2 separate regions of the Mus musculus genome follow, and region 2 is linked to region 1. A link is a contact called in public Hi-C data. All regions are on one chromosome and are shown on one strand. The core of a region is the stretch at or near the end of the contact, and the rest is flanking DNA. Distances in the headings are between cores, read along the strand shown.

Region 1 (4,866 bases), core at 2,149-4,648:
ATACTGACGGGCGTGGTGGAAGCCAGGCTTGGTCCCGCTGTCATGGGCACATGGCCATGATCTTAGGATGAAGTCTTTAGCTAATGTTACTTTCCAGACGCAAAACCCAGGGCCTGGTATGATAAGCAACACTGTGCTGCTTAATCTTGATTGTCAGTTTGATGGGATTTAAAATCACCATGGAAACAAATTTCCAGATTGGTCTGTGAGCGAGCCTCTAGATTGCGTTAATTGAGGTGTGAAGATTCACTCTGAATGTGGGCATTACCATTCTGTGAACTGCACTCCTGGATTGAATCAAGAAGGAGGGGCCCAGCTGAGCACCAGCTTCTCTGGCTGTTTTCAGACTACAGATGCACCAGTGACCAGCTGCTGCCTGCTCCCGACGCCATGTTTTCTTCACCACGATGGACTATACTATCAATTCCGAGTGGGAAATGAACCTTTCTGATCTTAAGCGGTGTCTGTCAGGAATTTTTGACACAGAGTGAGAAATGTAACTAATATACTTATTCTGAGGGGCACAGATACCCAGACGGCCCCTGGGCCTAAAGGGCCTGTGTCATCACCTGCCATGTCTTAAGGTTTGCTGTAAACTGGATCTGGCATTCAACTCCACGGCCAGCATTTCATTCTCACTGAATAGTGGCTTTGGGAACAGCCATCATTGCTAACGTCATCTGAGCTGGGGCTCACAGGCTTGGTTTGCTCTGCTTACACAGCTGAGAAGGGGTGAGTGAGGTCTAGACTCCTGCTCTGTCTGGCTCCAGCACCCTCAGTGTGGAGGGTGTGGCTCTCCTCTCTGTGTGGTTACTTCCCCTGGGCTTCAGCTGTAGGAATGGGGGTGAGGAATGAGGCAGGAGGAATCATGCAACCAGGCCACCAGATCACTGCAATCACAATAGCAGGGAGGCAAGGGCTACCGTTCTGTTTGCTATGGTTCCATCTGCTGTTCTTTCTGAGGCCAGAGCAGAAGCCACATTCTTACAGGGCTCCTTAGGGAAACTGAGTCTGGGTATTAGAGTGGCAGTAAGCAGGACCCGAATTCCCAGTATATATGTAGCTAGGGACCTCTGGGTCACTGTACATGGAAATGCCTCCAAAATGCCTAACAACTTGGGCGAGTTGATTAACGAGTTATGTGATTAAATTGTACTGCCACTCTCCTTCCAGCAGACGTGATGTGTGAGCTTTTTTTCTCTTCATCTAGAAACCCGTTGCATACCTAGAGACTGGAGAGATAGCCAGGAGGGATTGCACAGGTCGTTCATGGACCCATTGACTCATGCACTGGCTATCTTTGCTTGGGTCTGGGTCTCCATCCTGCCTTCAAGGAACTCAGTCTCCTGAGAGAAGGGAGTATTTGTGTCATGCGAAATTAGAGGTGTATGGATTAGCTAATGAATTCATTCAGCGAGTACTTACTGAGCATCTATTATGTGCGTGGAATCAATCTTTAAATTATTCATCTTCCGCATTCACTTAACAGTTTTAGAAGCTAAGAGTCTCTTGTGACATTCTCAGTAAAACCACAGGGTTGTGACCTGGCTCACACTGGGATAAAGGTCATTTACAGGGTGAAGGTTAGATGGAAGCTCTGAGTTATGTCCAAATGTCATACTTTTGAGTGGGAGCTAGGATTCATTCCAGCTTTCTCCACCCCAGCAGCATGCTGGAACACCCTGGGGAGGTTTTATAAGGAACCCAGGCTATGAGCTGGGCCTTACTCCTATAGGTTCTGATTTGATAGACTTGAGCTGGGGAAAGGTAGTGCCTTGGAAGTTTCTCAGGCGGTTGGTATGTGTGACACTGCAGGGGCCACTGGTCTATAGCACTGCCTCTTAGCCTCAGCTACATAGAACCCTCTGCGGGAGATTTGAGAGTTTTGATGTCTAAGGCAGTCCCTATGCTGTGAGTCAGACTGTTACATTTTGGCACCTTGTCACCAGTATATGTGAAATATTTCCAACTGAGCCTGGAGAGATGGATCAGCAATTAAGAGAACATATTGCTTATCAGAAGATCTGGATCTGGTTCCCAGCACCCATATGTTGACTTACAACCATCTGTAACTACAGTTCCAGGGGACCCAGTGTCATCTCCTGGCCTCTGTGGGCACTGCATGCATGCAGTGCATGTACATACATTCAGACAACCATACACATGTATAAAAATAAACCCTCCTTTACAACCAAAATTTTAGAGCAAAAATCCTGCTTCCTGCGGTCCCAATAGCTGACTCTTCTACCTATGGCAATATGCCAATTACAGAGATCACAACAGCCAGAAACAGGGAGGAAGGAGGCTTACTCAGTGTGGCCACATGGGGACAAATATTAAAGGGGTCAACTGATCCCTGACATGAACTGTGGGCTCTTTGTTGGCAGATAGCTGCGAGGAGAGCCGGTCTCTCTGGGTCTGAATGGGATGGTGAGTGGTGTCCCAAGAGGAACCACACCGGGCTGGGAATCTTGTCGAAGCAGGGACTCGATTTAATGTGGCAGCAATTTGCTTATATAGGCAGGGCAAGGAGGTGGGGATAGGGGTATGGGGTGAGATGACGTATGGGGAGGTGTGAGATGATGAAGGATATGGGGTGACTTCACAGGGCCTATGAAAATTTTAGACATTAGTGGTGGCTAGGCAGAGGCAATTTCATCTATGCCATGTTGAGTCATTTTCAAGTGGAGGTGAATGACTGTTCTCGAAAATCAAACTAGGCTCAGGTTTGTCTTCAAGGCCCAAACAGAGGCCAAGTAGGGCCCAACAATGAACCTTGGATATTTGTAGAGCCAGGCAGGCAAGAGGTCCAAAGAATTAAGCATTTCTGGCCGGTGGGATCTGCTTGGTTCTGGTGTCTCAAGGTGGCCTGGAGAAGTCTGTCACTGCTTGGGGCTGAGGTTGGGGCTCTCCACTTGTCATGAGATAATGCCTTCTGCTCCACAGCCCAGCCTTGCCTGCTTTGACAATTGCCCCTGTTTGGGAGGAGTCTGTCTTGCAGGTTCCCCATTGCTTGGTGTTGTTTCAGTTGCCTGCTACAGATGTGCTTTGCAACGAGTCCTTTTGCTCCTGGAATCCAAGGTGACTGGAAAGGACAGGTGAAGGAGGCAAGCAACCGAGCCAAAGAGAGCCAGGATGGGGTTAGCTAGGACAGTGACCAAGATTCCATCACACCACCAAGATTAAGACCCACACCTGTGTTGTGCTCATACGTGGATAGGAGGCTGGCACCACAGAGGCTGTGACATGGCAGCTGGGTTTTGAAGGGTGAACATGAGTTTTCTAGGGTTCCTTTGAAAGAAGAAGGAGTACTTCAGGCTAGGAAACTAGCCTACACAGGGCATGAGCAGGAGGGCATGGAGGATTTTGTATGTAATGTGGCTGGGGCGGAGGCAGAGGGCGCTATAGGAACAGTAACCAATGCTGCCCCTCCCGTGGTTAAAGCTTATGTCCTGCTTTGGTAAGTGGCTGTGGGTTCCAGAGCTTCTTAATTTGCTGATGCTCTGAACCTCCCTATTGGTGATGGATGGCATGGAAGGACAGGGCTGGAGGAAGACAGATCGACATGAGTTTGTTTTTCCAGCCTTTGGGCTAGGACCAAGTCTTCTGGGAGACAAGTAGCTGACCCGAGGAAGCAGTCAGGAGGGCAAAGGCTGCATGGCACCTCTGAGGCACCTCTGAGCTGATGGGTGGCTCAGAAATATGTCCACACAGTCTTTGACACTTCCTAATAAGATGCAGTGTTGATGTCTGCTCCCCTCGGATTTGGGCCAGCTCCTTCAGGACAAACTGCTGCAGAAGCAATAATTGTCAGAGGCTACGCCCTGGGTCAATCAGGACACTCCACTTTGACACTCAAAGAAAGAGAGTTGTGCCCATGTGGCTGCAGGCTGGACAGAGCCAGGCTGCAGGAAGGCCTTATACTCATACCCAGGGGATTCACTAAGGCCCTCACTGACAGCAACAGATTAGATGACTCTAGATGCCAGTTTTGGGGTCCCACCAACTGGGGCCCCTACACTGTGGGGTAGCAATGAGCTGTCCAGCTCTGCCTTGTCTAGATTTCTGGCCTGCAAGATATGATCCATAACTCAGAGAACAGCTGCTCTGGACCTTTTGGTGGAAGTTGAATGTCTATAGGGAAAGTTCCTGGGACAAGTGGTCCAAGGGACTTGATGGCCTCTTAGACACAAGAATGAGGAAGAAAGGGCATGAGAGATGTCCCTATGTGACCAGCTTCTCATTGGATGCTATCTGGAGAGAAGGGATGGAGGGGAACCAGACAGGGACTCAGTCAGATAGGTTCCCTGCTGACTGCTCCCCAGAGAGCCCTGAGCTGCCTTTGACAGTTTATAGCAGTTCCTGCTGAGTGGGGTTCTTGCCTGGTTCTTCTTAGCCTTACTGGGTCCTGGATCTCAGGCCTCTGCCTGGCCACAAACTCCCAGACCTTCTGACATTAGCAGAGGGCATGAAGGCCCTGTTCCCTATTATGTTTTGGTGCTCCTAAGTGATTAGATTCCCTCCCCACAGTAGCCTCCTCCTGTCAGGGTTTAGTTCCTCTGGCTATGAGACCCCAGGGCTGTAGATCTGGCATTAGAGAATTGGGGGTACAGGCTACAAGAGTGATTTGGAACTGCCTGCTGTGCTGTGACCCAGGATCATCTTGTAGGGTGGGGCTTAGGGAGGGTGTATCTGGGCAGGGAGGGACCCTTGAGGAGCCAAGGGTAGCTTGGTTCTGCCATTGTTCCGCCATGTTTCCTTGGGGTTGAGGTCCACAGCTGATGGGCCTCTGATGGCTGGTGTTTAAACGCTAGTTTCAAAGCTTTTCCTGTTGGAAAGTGGTTCAGGGCAGGTAGGAGTGAGGCT
Region 2 (4,902 bases), core at 323-2,822, 170 kb before region 1:
ACGCACATGGAAAGCAAGGAAGGAAAGCATTAGTATTTTAAAGGACAAAAACAATTCGAAGTGAAGACTCTGTGTGACCCAGTTGTTGGGCTGCATGGTAAGAAACTGTCTCCTTCCTCACGGTGAGAAACGATCGGGGCCAGCAGGATGGTTCAGCGGGTGTTAGCACTTGCTGCTGATCCTGTCAACCTGAGTTTGGTTCCCGGAACCCACACAATCTCATACCCCAAATAAGTATATAAATAAGTAAATGTCGTTTTAAACATGTAAAGAAGAAAGGAAATTCTGCTGTGCCTACCTGGTGGGCTTCCACCCCTATGGCTTGTAGAGCAGACTTGAAGAACTCAGGGGAGGGTTTCCCCACCACTTCAGCCTTGATACCACAGGCATACTGGCAAAGAGAAGACACAGTATGAGTTTCAGATCAGGAACACGGGAGTAGACACACATGGAAAGACTGACCGCCTCATGATGATCAGGATGCCATGGGCCTCAAACCCTCTCACAGGCAAGCGTGTCACAACTCCACAACAGGCTGCTGCCTAGAATGCTTAGGACACCTACCTCCAGCTCTGCCGCCTACTTCAAGAGTGCCCACAGCAAGTGGCATACCTTACCTAGCAGAACCACGAGTCTCCCAAGGGACAGGAGACCAAGGCTCTCATTTGCCTGTTCAGCTACAATCCCATCTCTTGCCTCTCCCTGCTACCCACCTCCAAGTAGATCAAAGGCCCTCCTAAGTGTGTCTAGGATTCAATCCACCCACCTGCTCACCCTTCTCGCCTGGGCACAGGTGGACAGGGGCTGCTACTATTGTGGAGCTGGGACATGGTCTAGCAGGAATCTGGGCAGGGGTAACTGACAGGCCAGTCACAGTGGACTCTGGAGGTCTTGCCACAGAAGGCTTTATAACCTGGAAAGTCATCTCAGGAGAGGAGTTGGGAGGACACACAGCCTGAGGGGTTACAGGGCTGGGAAGGAAGCAGGTGATCTGAAGAGACACTAAAGCCATGAGTCAGAGTGGTGAAGAGCATGCTGGGAAAGAGCACCCAGAGGTTGGCTGGGGGTCAGAGGGATGACACATACATACATAATGACTGTGTGATGATCAAGATAATGGACCCTAACTGCTGCCTGAGGAGAGACCTCCATTACTTCCACAGAGGAGACGGGGGTGTGGCTCAAGCCCCACACAGGATGCTCCACTCAGAAACATGAGAGGCTACTTGTCTATAAAGTACACCATCTTCTCCAGAAAGCCAGGGCCTGGGGCAGCACCAGGGCAGGTACCTCGAGCGCCTTCATGTAACCTCCAACGTCCAGCATCAGGCCAGAGGTCTCCTTGTAATAGCGTCTGCAAGAGAGCACAAGGGAAGGGGGTTCACAGAGAGCCACAGGTGCAGGCCAGTCCCGATGCCATGCTGAGAGTAACCGACAGAGGCCACATGGCAGAAGCAGAGGGCCAGCGGCAGTGGGGCATCATGGGTCATTCAGCCACTAGCCCCCTGCTGCTGGCCTTGTAGGGACCCCTACCACAATGATTAACCAGGAACCCAAGGGGGACAGATGGATCCCGTTACTAACACAGAGGAAGACAAGTGACCCGTGTTTCGGGAAGGGACGGCAGCCCCCCCAGAGCATGTGCTGACTCCCTAATTGCTAATAATTAACCCCTAACTGCTGCCTGAGGAGAGTGCTCCATTAGTTCCACAGCAGCCTGCGACATCCCTATTAGCTGGGGTCAGGCAAGGTGCCAGGTTTCACAGGCACCAGCTGCTTCCTTGAGACAAGAATGTCTTCCCAACCTCCCAGAGACAGCGCAGGCTCAGCTCCTCGGAGGGTTCCTCGGTTTAGCCCCAGTGCTTAGACCCACAGCCCATCCACATCAGACCAAGGCCTCCCTCGAGGTACATAAGAGTCCTAGCTGCAATGTCATCCATTTCTGGGGCTCTCTGAGCAAAGCCACGTGACCAAGGAGGCAAGAAGGTGGCTTAGCCATCACCCTCCAGAGATGAGGTTCACTGAAACCCAGAAAATGGCACAGGAATCCAAGTTCTGAGTTATTAGGGGAGTCTGAGCACCCACGTCAGTCTTCCCTTCCTTCTCCGTCCAGGGGACATTAACTCAGCATGCGAGCTGAGGATCCGAGAACAGGGGATGTAGGCTGTCTTCAATACTGAAATTCCTTCTCTGATTTCTAAAAGTGACTTTGCTCTATGTAAGCCTTTAGACCTCAGCTTCCTCGCCTGTGACATAGTCAAAGCAATCAAAACCACCCATATCTAGGGCAAAGTAACACACTACATAAACAACACCATTCCTTACACAATGCCTAGAACACAAACACCACTCACCAAAAGACTGGAGACGACTACTATAAACAGCTGCTCGTGGAGCTAAGACAGAGGCCCTGAGATAGGAGGCTCAGTGGTAAAATAATACAAGCCCCAGGCCTGGTGGGGTCACTCCTGTAATCCAGCACTCAGGAGGCTGAGGCAGGAAGATTGTGAACTCTAGGTCAGCTGAGGATACATAGCAGATCCGATCTCACGAATGTCTTTTCTTTTTCACCTTTCCATGTGCATGTGCTGGAACACGGTCCAGGAATGGAGTCACGTGAGAACGCTGAGTGCTTGTGAGAAAATGCCAAGAAAACAAGACAAGACTCTATGACCTCAATTTCTTCAAAACATGGAATTATTCTTGGAAAGTGTTTTGTGCTCCTCCCAGGTATAGCGGCTAGGAGTGAGGTTACTTCCAATACTCATTCTTGCTTGCTGTTGTTACTCAATTAGACATTGAAGCCATACTTGATAAGCCTCTATGGAGAATGTATTTTTGCCACGTGTAGCTTGTTCTCATGATTGTATGCAGCTTTCAAACTCATGAAAACGTTACTCATGTGATTTCTCTTAACCCTCAGAGTATAAATTGTCAGATGCTCTGAATAACGTAGGCAATTGCATGTGGCTTTAGTCTGACTCGTTCCCCATCCTCCTAGTCCCACGGTCTCTAGAGCAGTGACATGTATGTGTGGTGCATGTGTGCACACATGCAGAAGCCTGAGGCTACGTGTCAAGCTCCCTGGGCCACTTTTGCACTGTAATTTTGGGGGGAAGTAGTGTCTCAGTCAAACTCAGGGTTTGCTGATAGCACTAGTCTTGCATCAGCCATCCTTCTCTTAGAATATCCCATCTCTACCAGCCTGGAAGTACAGGCAGTCTGCTACACCAGCTGGCATTTATGTGGGTCCAGGGTATCCAAACTCCAACCCTCTTGCTTGCATGCCAACAACCTTAACCACTAAGTCATCTCTGAAGCCCTGAAGAAATTTTCTTAAAAGGCTTCTTGGGGCTGACAAGGTGGCTAAGTGAGTAGAACACTTGCCAAGCAAGCATGAGGACCTTCAGTTCCCCAGAACCCACATGAAGCCAGGCCTGGTAGCATGTGTCTGCAGTCCCAGCACTCCTGCGACAGATGAGAAGCAGAGACAGACAAAGCCCCAGAAACCAGCCTGGCAAACAACAAAGAGACCCTGTCTCAAACATGGTAGAAGATAAAGAGTGATTCCCGAGGTTGTCCTGTGACCTCTACATGCATACACCCTGGCATGAGCACACCTACACTTATAAACAAACATGCAGGTAGGCAGGCAGACACAGGAAGACAGACAGACAGACAGACAGACAGACAGACACACACACACACACACACACACACACACACACCTGTGACCTCAAACATGCTTACCCTGGCACGAGCATGCTTACACTTACTGACACACAGGCAGGCAGCAGGCAGGCAGGCCCGCACGCACATACCCAGGCATTCATGCATGCGTACACACACAGCTTTATTTTTTTTCTATTGTTACAATAAACTATAATGCCTATTTCCTTAGCCAGGTCCAGAGCTTCAAAGAACTGGAGAAGGATAAACAGTATTTGTCCAGCAGAGGGAGCCATTGGTGCTGGAGCTGCACTGTCTGGGTGGCAGGTGGCTTAGTCTCAGTCCAGGACTCTATGAAGGGCTCAGGGACCTGCACGACCTGGGACCTGGCACCTGGCATGCACCCCTGGCTCCCAGCATAGAAGAGATGCAAAAAGACTCACAGAGAAACTGTGAGAGCAAAGATGGTGAGCTGCGCGAGTAAGTGACAGAGAGACAAGCTGTGTCCTGAGGGGAGGCGGCTCACATGGAGCGAGGGGAAGGAGTCCGAAGACCGAGGGAGCACTTTGGGATCACTAGAGCACCTGATGGGCTTCACACTAGGCCACCTCCAAACCCACAGATGGGCCATCTTCCTTGCACACGGGCCCAGAGGCTACAACTCTTGCTCAGAGGAAGCTCCCAGGAGAAGGAGAGGGTGGGCAGAGGTGGGTTGGGCAGAGGACAGAGCAGGGACAGACCTAACTCAGCTCAGAGGCGTTTGCCAGGAAGCAAACAGAAACTTCTACAACACAACTGGAACAGGCGCAGCTGTTTCTCAGCCGAGGATTCTGGGGATTTCCAAGCTGCCCTGGGGACAGATGGATACAGGATCCCGGAGACTGGGTGGATGGAAACAGGCCCCTCTCATTTAGAAACGGCACCCCTAAGGAGTCCTCGAACCACAGCTCTGCTGGCCCCAGATCTAGAAGTTTATTCGAAAGTAAAAAGGACTTCAGGTTATCTGGACTCACCAAAGCCCGGCCTTCTGAGCCAGAGGAGAAGGAGTCTCGGGAATCAAAATGGAAACCTTGCCCCCCCCCCCCCTCTCAACAAGCGGAGGCTTGTTTTTGAAACAGGCTCTTAACTATGTAGCCCGGCTAGCCTGGCATTCTTTATGTAGACCAGGCTGGCCTCCAACTCACAGAGATCCTTCTGTCTCCACCCCCAAGTCCTGGAACTACAGGTGTACGC

The links. Hi-C and Micro-C count contacts between places; a contact is called where the count stands out from the background.
Region 2: a contact with region 1 is called in a Hi-C map of the G1E-ER4 cell line, with 2.0 times the contacts expected there. The contact joins two enhancer-like sites. A contact is called at or near these places in 12 of 484 Hi-C or Micro-C datasets (B cells, the G1E-ER4 cell line, the N1E-115 cell line and 7 more) and 1 of 9 other capture datasets (embryonic stem cells).

The regions. Positions count from the first base shown.
Region 1 is chr7:132,473,808-132,478,673 of GRCm38.p6, reverse strand. No RefSeq gene overlaps it. Among named protein-coding and RNA genes, the nearest start is that of Gm35147, 10 kb to the right of the region's middle. Within about 2 kb of position 3,398, at least 51 of the 459 cell types and tissues checked have an H3K27ac peak or open chromatin away from gene starts, as enhancers often do. A contact at or near this core is called in the G1E-ER4 cell line, where this site is marked.
Region 2 is chr7:132,637,976-132,642,877 of GRCm38.p6, reverse strand. Lhpp (phospholysine phosphohistidine inorganic pyrophosphate phosphatase) reads right to left here. Exons shown (of 7, transcript NM_029609.1): 4 at 1,291-1,354; 5 at 299-391. Among named protein-coding and RNA genes, the nearest start is that of Lhpp, 30 kb to the right of the region's middle. Within about 2 kb of position 1,572, at least 17 of the 459 cell types and tissues checked have an H3K27ac peak or open chromatin away from gene starts, as enhancers often do. A contact at or near this core is called in the G1E-ER4 cell line, where this site is marked.